Linked DNA regions of Macaca mulatta: region 2 is linked to region 1. A link is a contact called in public Hi-C data. All regions are on one chromosome and are shown on one strand. Each heading gives the region's core, a stretch centred on a gene start, on an enhancer-like site or on the middle of the called end of the contact. The rest is flanking DNA. Distances are from core to core; before and after follow the strand shown. Region 1 holds the start of HMGCR (3-hydroxy-3-methylglutaryl-CoA reductase). Region 2 holds the start of CERT1 (ceramide transporter 1).

The links. A called contact is a pair of places that touch in the nucleus more often than the background predicts.
Region 2: a contact with region 1 is called in a Hi-C map of liver, with 2.4 times the contacts expected there. The contact joins the promoter of CERT1 here to the promoter of HMGCR in region 1. A contact is called at or near these places in 3 of 14 Hi-C or Micro-C datasets (fetal cortex germinal zone, fetal cortical plate and liver).

Annotation. Positions count from the first base shown.
Region 1 is chr6:81,731,371-81,736,174 of T2T-MMU8v2.0, forward strand. It overlaps HMGCR (3-hydroxy-3-methylglutaryl-CoA reductase), which reads left to right and starts at 2,462. Exons shown (of 20, transcript XM_002804417.4): 1 at 2,462-2,847. The coding sequence starts at 2,811.
Region 2 is chr6:81,912,194-81,916,997 of T2T-MMU8v2.0, forward strand. It overlaps CERT1 (ceramide transporter 1), which reads right to left and starts at 2,715. Exons shown (of 17, transcript XM_078004888.1): 1 at 2,198-2,715. The coding sequence starts at 2,293. It overlaps POLK (DNA polymerase kappa), which reads left to right and starts at 2,972. Exons shown (of 15, transcript XM_078004886.1): 1 at 2,972-3,000.

The sequences.
Region 1 (4,804 bases), core at 1,212-3,711:
TTTGGCAGAAGTGGTAATCAGTCATCATATCTGCCAAGAGCTATGTGTGGGCAATTATCATTTGCAATAAGCTAGTCTAAAGAAATTATCCTGAAATTTAAAATTACAAAACAAAAAAAACATTGTGCAGGACAAAGAGAAAGAAAACTGCCAAAGGCTGGAAAATACAAATTTGAACACAGCTGGGAGCTGTAAAGGGAAACAAATAAGTACAACTCTTCATTGATATTATGAAAAGTCTTTTGTAATGAAGCATCAGCAAATTAAACAATCACATAATATGTACTAATATAAAATAGTGCATATTATGCTAATACAAAAAATAAGACAGTGGAGTGGTTTAGTGTATATGCTTGGGAGCCACATTTCAAAGTTTATATTCTGGCTCTGCTACTTTCAAGCTATGTGGATTTAGGCAAATTACTTAACTTCTCTGTTTCTGTAGCTTCATCATTTGTAAAATGCAGATTCTACTATTGTTTTCCTCAGTGGACTTTTAATAAAAGGAGTTAATATATCAAAAGCACTTAGACAAGTGGCTGACATAGAAACAGCAATGTAAATATTTGTTTTAGTATTATTGCTGCTGTTATAATTCCCCATCTTTAAGCAAGACTCATGACGACTAAAACCAAAAATGTGAAGGTTGGAAGCCTAACATATTTATGTATGTAAACGGTAAAGGTGATGGATTAAGATGGCAATGCGGGTCATTCATTACTTTTAAAGGGGCTCTTAACATTATACTTTTAGGGGGGGTGCGGTAGTTCACACCTGTAATCCCAGCACTTTGGAAAGCTGAGGCGGGCGGGTCTCTTGAGGTCAGGAGCTGAGACCAGCCTGGCCAACATGGTGAAACATCGTCTCTACTAAAACTACAAAAAATTAGCCGGGCGTGGTGGTGGGCGCCTGTAGTCCTAGCTAGTCGTGAGGCTGAGGCAGGAGAATGGCGTGAACCCAGGAGGCGGAGCTTGCAGTGAGCCGAGATCACGCCACTGCACTCCAGCCTGGGTGACAGAGCAAGACTCTGTCTCAAAAAAAAAAAAAAAAAAAAAAAAATATATATATATATATATATAAATATACAAATTTTATATATATATGTGTGTGTGTGTGTGTGTGTGTGTGTGTGTAAGCTGGGCTTGGTGGTGCACCCGTGTAATCCCAGCTATCCAGGAGGCTGAGGCAAGAGAATCGCTGAACCCAGAAGGCAGAGGTTTCAGTGAGCTAAGATCGTGTCACTGCACACCAACCTGGGCTCTGTCTCAAAAAATAAAAATAAAAAAATTATACTTTTATAAACTCTTTGTTTGAATGGTTAAATACATACGAGGAAGCGGCGCATAGACTTCCTTGGCGCCTACCCCACCCTCCCTTTCTAAGTTGTGTCCATACCAAATTTTGTGATTTATCACTAAGTACAAATTATTAGTAAAGTGCTATAAAGATTCCTTTGAAATACCTTTTGGGAATGATATAGAATTTATTTTAAGACCATAAAACTAGACAACTGGCGTTTCTTTATTGCTTGCTTTTGAACTCATATTACTATTGGAGTTCTCAATTAGGCAGTTTGGGAATGAAAATTTCTAAATCTTGGGCTAAAGCCTGTTTTGGTAACAGCTTTATAGTCCTTATTTGAATTACATTAGTAGGCATGTGTACATTCAGTAACTTCTGAGATATTTGGCCCTTGAGACTTGTAGCAGCATTAAAAATATGACAGCTTCTAGGCTCTTGGTACTTATACACTTTTCTCTCTCTCTCTCTCTCTCTCTTTTGACAAGGCTGCTAAGAGAACACTGCAATCTTCGGGTAGTTCACCTGTTCTCTTTACTGTGCAAGGTTCATAAAGGCAGGCACCATATCTGTCATGTTTGTCACTATATCTCCCATGCCAACCACAGTGTAATCCACATAATGAGCATTTCAAAGGCACAACATTTGGTAAAGAGATATGAATGAAGGTCTTACACGGAAGCAGTGGGGAACAGTAGAACCAGCGTAAGCATTAGATCTGGGTTCAAATTCCAGTTTTACTCATTATGTGATCCACAGCAAGTTGCTTGACAAACTTTAATTTTTACTGTTTTGTAAAATGGGAATAATACCTATTATATAAGGATTATAACAATCTATAATCATTTATTAAAACTAGGGAGTGTTTAGTGTTTTCCTGGTACTGTTTCAAAATATGGGCTTTAAAAATTGAGTGAAATACTATTCCTGTCCTTAATACATTTCCACATACGATAGTAAGGCAAGTCAAAAAATATTACGGAAATTTTATGGGTTTTCAAGGTCGGCAGTGATGATGTGTTTGAGGGAATTAGAAAAGGAGGTGGTATATGAAAAAGCCCTTAAGGGATATTTAGGATCTCAAGTTTAAATGGGTAGGCATATCCAAGGTAAACAAAGAGAACATAAGCAGGGAGGTAAAAAGGTACTGAGTGTGACTGAAGAAGGGCCAGTTACTCCTGGTTGAACTGTAAGGTTCGCACAGGAAAGTAGAGATACGTCAGAAATGTATGGTGGGGCCATATTAGTGGTGACAGGTTCTTTCTTTAATCCAGTAGACAATGAGAAACGCTGATCTGGGTCTATGGCATAATAGGAAGTAGTATGCCACATACTGCGTGTGGGAGTTGTGCAAGAGAGGTTGGAAAGTGAATGCGTCCAAGACTGGGAAGACCAGTTTGGAGAGGCTATTGCACTGTTTTAAGTAAGAGATAATAAAGCCCTGCACCAGGTGGAGAGCAGAAGGAACGCAGAGAAGACGCAGGAGAGGCACATTTCAGAGAGAATCCAGCATGCAATGGATGTCCTACACGAGACAGAGAGATGCAGGTAACCGGAGCCATTTACACTAACGGGTAAATCTCGGGAAACCGCTGGTTTCGGCTACCGGCCAGTTATAGGTTTGAGGTGCCCGTCGCTGCCACCTTCCCTTTTTTATACTCCTCTTTTTTTCATGGCCGCCTCCACTTCCCTCCATCTCTCCCGCGCTAGTAACTGAGCTTTCAGTCATCGACCTGACCCTGCGTTTTCCCTCACGCTCAATTCTGCTTCCTATAACTGCCTCCCACTGTACTCTCACAGCCAGGACGACCACGGGTCAGGCCCTGGGGCTGTGGGACACTCCACCCGCCAGGTCCCCTATCGCCTTCGCCTAGGCAGCTGCCATGCTTGCGCCCCCACGGCTCTAGGGCCAATAGGCAGGCCCTACTGCTGGGACTCGAACGGCTATTGGTTGGCCGGGCCGTGGTGAGAGATGGTGCGGTGCCTGTTCTTGGCCCTGCAGAGAGCTGTGGGCGGTTGTTAAGGCGACCGTTCGTGACGTAGCGCCGTCAGGCCGAGCAGCCCCCAGGCGATTGGCTAGACAATCGAACGATCCTCTTTTATTGGTCGAAGGCTCGTCCGGCTCCACGCGTGCGTAAGGCGAGTGTTCCTTCCGCTCCGTGTCTCCGTTGACTGGAGACGGGCGGAGCACCGGCGCCGGGGTTTGGTGGCCTCTAGTGAGATCTGGAGGTGAGGCGGGTGGTGGCCGAGAAGCGGGGCCGGGGCGGCGGGGAGCGGGGCGAGATGGGTGGGAGCGGGGTTTGGGCTATTTTGGTGGCAATTCTGGAGCTTCCCTCGGCCCTGGGAAGTGGCTGCCGGCAGCTCCTGCGGACCTGGAGGGTGCTGCGGTTGCGCTTTGTTGGTGTGGCGGCCCGGACCCGCGGGGACTGCAAGGAATGTCCTTGAGGCCCGGCAGGCCGAGCGGCGACCGGCACCAGTGCCGGAGGAACCCAGGGTCCCGAACTGGGCTTGAGAGGCGGGCGGCGGTCTGGCCTCTTGGTGACTGCGGTCATCATCTGTGGACCCGCGGGGCGTAGCCGCGTTCATCGGCCGTGTTCAAAGTAGGCAGTGCTGGCTGCATTGTCGCGATAATCGGGGCAGAAAGGGTGTCAGGCAGGGTGACCTCGGAGGCCCCTGGATTCGAGAAATGCTAGGGGTCTGTGGGGCTTCTGGGTTGGCAGCTCGCAGGGCAGACGGGAGAAGCGCGCCTGCTGGATCCGGGCATTCACGCCCAGGAGCTGCTGTTCGTTAGCTCCTTTCTTTTACGTGACGGGAAAGATCTCTGTAAATGCTGCTAACTAACTTAGAGCCATAAAGAACCGTGGATTGGTGTAGATGTGTCCGGTTATTTACAGGAGAACGGCTTGAGAGGATGCGGAACCCAACGTGGGGATTCGCACAAGGACTCAAAAGATTCTTCTTCTTTTTTTTTTTTTTGGTAAGGGGCGTAGTCTCCTTGGTGCTGATGTTCTTTTAGGAAAACTGTATCTTGGAGATAAAAATATAGAACAGTTAATTTCTGCAGTAGGAGGAGGTCGATGTACTTCATTCTTAAGTAGTCGTTTGAAATATTTCAGGATTTGAGGATATGCCTTCTTAGACATGGTCCTGCAGAGTCCTAGGAAACATTTATTTCTGGGCTATACTAAATGTGCATGTTTTCGGCGTCCCACAAGGTAGAGAATGTACTTTTTGTTTACTTATGAATTTATTTTCGTCTCCATGCAATGAAAGGCATTTTGCAATTTAGAGATAATCTAGCAAAGGCCTGGACATTACTTTGGGCATAGACTGGATTTTGCAGGCCTGCTTTGTTGTAGTGTTCTTCCAGAACTTACGATAAACTTGGTGGTCAAGACAAATGGGAATTAGTAACATGAAGGTTAAACAAAATTGCACATAGGTTACAGCATTAACATGAAAATTGTCAGGTGTTTGGGATAACCATTTCAAGATAAGTGAGTAT
Region 2 (4,804 bases), core at 1,465-3,964, 180 kb after region 1:
TACTAAGGCATGCATCTTTTCCCCACCATGATCCATCACGATACTTGTTATAACCAGACAGAATTATTGTCTATCAAGTATTTTTGGAATCTATACACTTAAGTGATTTATAAGAAATATGCTTCATAGGTATTTCCATATATTTCAGATTACCATATGGAAAATACCCTTTGAACTGGTATATTTCTAATATAAATTTACCCAAGCCCATTCCAAATCCACCCCATTTTGGGGGACAAACGAAACAAATTGTACCGGGACTTATTTACATTATTCAATGGAAGGAAAAGAACAAAAGCCGAGTTCTGATCCTTGTTTAAATTACCAGGTGAATATGAAGAATTCAAAATATATAATTTACATTTAAAAACATGCACCATACTCAGTATGAGTATATATATTCAATTTAGAATACCCTTGATTAAAAAGTTTCCAGAAAACACTGTATATAACCATAAATTGGTAAATCTCAGGAAAATTTCCTTCATAGCTATTAGCAAGAATACCAAAAGCTGTATTCCTATTCATTCTACATAAGAAGCAACAGTCAAAATTTAAGTTATTCACCTTCCACAGAGGTGATCAAATGCATTTGTATGCATTTAAATATCGAGATTGGTCTTCCATTTTTTGATCTATAGTATACCTACTCCACATAAAGTAAAACTCAGAGCACTGGTGACTTTTTCCCCCAGTCACTCCATTCCCCCAACCCCCAAAAAAGTAATTATCAGTAGGTCAAAATTACAATTTGTTTTGTAAAATACTCAACACATCACATTACTAATATGGCAGTCAGCTTCCCATCTTATGAGCAGTGATGAAACTATCAAAATCACTGAGAAGCAAGTAACCCACTTCCTATTATCAACTGAAAATGTGTACCTACTACACAATGTGTTCAATAGAGATTCCTAAATTACAGGATACATTTAATGTAAAGAAATCCTGAGGAGCTTCTCGTTACTGAAAACCTTGCATTGAAATTTCAAGAATGATCACAGCATCAATATACAACTAATTTTTCGGCTATACAAATAAAAGTCAACACTTGCAATCCTTAGTTCTGACTACTCATGCCTTTTCTAGTTCCCTTCTCATTAGCTTTCTACAGACATTATAAAAGCATTATATTAAACAATTCCACAAATAATGTCCAAGTGATGTGCCAAAGTATGAATACTGGAAACAGGGTGATTTCTTAATAGCCAGTAGCTGCACATGACATAGTATCTTATGACCAGCTTGTTGAGGGACTGGCCCAGCTCCCCCTCTCCAAGTTAACTGCTAGCTCCAGCCATTTCTAAAAAAGTTTAACAGGAAGGGGGAGAGAAGTCCAAAAGGCTATGTGAATCTTCTTATAGCAAAAACTTAAAAAAAAAAAAAATCCCAACCACGTAATATCAAGAGATCACCCATCTGCAGTTCTATAATGGCTGCTTTCCTAAAATTTTGATACACGGATTTTAAAAAATACATAAAAGGTAAAACATCTTTTCCTTACCCTGGACCCCTTACCGCAAAAAGAGTTTATTATTAAATAATGCTCTTCTTCCTGGACTAAAGATCAGTCTCCTTTCTCACATGTTTCAAGTTACTATGAATATTTCCTGTACCCATCACGTGCCGATTCAATATCTCTATTCTGAACTAAGGTACAGGGTGAGGGAGAAAGTCCTCCACATTAATCTGTCTCACTACATCTAACCTGGCGAGTTCAACACCTCAAATTTCAACACCAAGCTGAGTCGCTCCGGCTTCTGTCGAAACAGCTGCGTCCGCAGTGCCCCCCAACCTACTCGGCTTAGCATCCTCAGACAGACCAACCTCTTTTAAGAGGTCCGACTTGAACCGCTCCCGTGCCCAGTCGTTCGGACACCGCTGAAGCCCAACCCGGATTCCTTACACCCGGGACAGCTGCCGCCCTAGGTCCCAAGGCACGGCACGCATCTGGTCTCCCAAACTGGATCCCCGGTTGATACACCCTTTCCCTGGTCCTCGGCTGCCCCCGACGAGCCCTCGGGCAGCAAGGACAGGCCCCCTATATCCCCGCCTCATCCCTAGTCGCCGCAGCAGTACTCAGCCTCGCACCCCGGCACGTTCCGCGCCTCCCGCCAGCCCCACCCCACCGCCTCAGCGGATTGCCTCGCGGCAGGTGAGTCTGGCCAGGGGTCCCCTGGCACCACCGGTTGCTCACCTTACTGAGGACCCCGCAGCGCTCCACAGGCGGCCCAGATTCCGTCTCTGGATCCTCCTCCGAGCCCGACGAGTTCCAGCTCTGATTATCCGACATGGAGGCGCGACAGCCGAGCAGGAGACCGGCCCCCGCTCCCTCAACTGCGCCGGAGGAGGCGCCCAGTCCTCGGGGTGAAGGGTCGGGGGATGGCGAAGCGAAGAGTGCCAGCTCCGCTGTGGGGGGGAGCAGGAGGAGGGACGAAGTCCGCTCGCCGCGCCGCCGCCGCGCCTGACACCGAGCGGAGCGGGGAAGGAGGACGAGCGGTGAAGGAAGCCTACCCTTCCAGCCGTCAGCCGCCGCCGCCGTCGCCGGGACCCCTGCGTTGCGCCCGGTGCTGCCACCCGAGCTTAGCCCCCTCGATGCCAATTTCAAATAGCGAAGGAAAAGGGAGAAGAAGGGAAGAGAAAATCCGGCCGCTGAGACCCGAGTACACTCACACCTCCGCTACCGCCGCCATCTTGCTGCCTGGCCCACTATTTACCCTCCCCTCCCCTGTCCTTTCCCCTCCCCTTCGTCCTCCCATTCTCCCCTCCTCCTCCCCGCCCCGTCCCCCTCCCGGCGTCTGACGCGACACGCCAAGCGTGCGGGATCCTCCTCCCGCACCCTACCTCCGGCTCTCCCGGATGACGAGGGGTAGAAAAGTAGGAGGAGCGCAGTAAGGAGAGGGCGGGATAGGGATGCCGCTGTGCTGCATTCTGGGAAGGGCGTTGGTTCGTCGCTCGCCCAGCCTCCTGGGAGTTGTAGTCGCGATCCTGAGGTAACGGGTGAGTATCCCGCGCGGGGATCGCTTGTCGCCTTGGGGACTTGTCAGTCGGTGGGTGGGCTTCGTTTGACAGTTGCGTGACCTGCCTCTTGGCCTCGCTTCTATCCTTGCCTTGTGTGTTTATGACGAACCCTCCGGGCTTGCGGGCCAGGACGTGAGAGAGCTTTCTGCTGAAGATGACGGGCCTGCGTTGCAGGGCTGCTTGTCGAAAGCCCGGGAGCGCGTAGCCGCTTCCGCCTCAACCACGGGATGGGGTTTTGTGAGCTCCTAGTGCCAAGGGGGTTTTCTTTCCACCAGACCACCGCTGTAAATCTCGAGGGTCTTACCCATTAGAAGTTAGAATTCACATTTGACGTTTAAAGGAAGAATTTCCTTAGTACCTTCTGACAAGCACGCACTTCGCATTTTTAGATTTCTAGAATTTTCTTTGTGGAAAGTAATTTTGAGGTTGTCAGAGAATAAATAACGTTAGAAAGGTTTTTAAAGTAAAACAAGAATGTCAGATGATAGCCTGGGATTTTCTCTTAGTTGTAAATGAATATCTTACTGAGAACCACGTTAACCATGCCTGCCCCTCAAAGATAGGAAAGTTTGGATATATAGAAACTTTCTCGTATTAGAAATACGAGATTAGGGGATTAGGCAATAGGTGGCTATTTTTAAGACTAGGGTTGAATTAGCAGAAAGACCAAAAGAAGATCTAACAGCTCTTGTCAGTTGTCAAGGATAACTTTGATGGTGAGACCTTTGACTTTGTAGCTTCAGTAATTTCCTCTCGTTAGCTATTTTAATATAGTCGAGTTCCTGATAATTGCCAAGAGTAAAATTTGTTATTAAGCCTTAGAAAGAATACCTTTTTTACTACAAGGATGGGACAATAGGAGCGAAATTTCGAGTCTAAGGGAAAACGCTAGCCGAGTGCCGTGGCTCACGCCTGTAATCCCAGCACTTTGGGAGGCCGAGTTGGGCGGATCACCTGAGGCCGGGAGTTTGAGACCACCCCGTCTCTACTAAAAATACAAAGATTAGCCGAGCAGGGTGGCGGGTGCCTGTAATTCCAGCTCTTTATATCCTGGTTTCAAATCTAGGCTTGATGACCTTTTCCCATATCCCAGTTTCCTATTTTTTACTTCCTCAATGGGGGATTAATTACGATTCTAAATGTTTGGTAGCATGAAGCTAGGTTATCTCTATCGTGGCAGTGGATATTTAAGTAGGCATTGCCAATATGTATCTTGCTTTCTTTTACTTCCTTTTCTGACCATCCACACTCCATTTATATTGATGAATTCTTTTACTAATGTCAATTATTACTGTATTATGCTCATACTGCCATGTCTTATTCTGCAGCTTTGATCCTTAAGGTGACTTAGCATATCTGTCTAAGACTCCTTTATCTGTTGATTTTTACCATTTAAGGTTCCAAAGGCAGCTGTATTTTTGGAAAAGTGGGAGGGAAGAGGTAGATGGGGGTACTCATTGATACCTTAATGCACTTCACAGCTACTTGAGAATATGTCAGATCCCACAAAAAGTTCTAACATTCGAGAATAAGACAGTGATTTCAGAAATGGAATTTCAAAGGGTGTGTAGGCCACCCTTTTTATTCTGTTTCCTGTTGTACAAATGAGAGCCAGGCGAGGAATGTTTCAAGGAGAAATATTCTTACTATTCAATGAAATTGAAAAATATATTCCCTTATCTTTTACTCATATCTGTTTGGTTTATGGGATAAAAACTTGTTAGGGTAGTTGGTATTTCATAGGCTTCACTATAACATTGAAAAACCTTTTAGTCTAAAAATC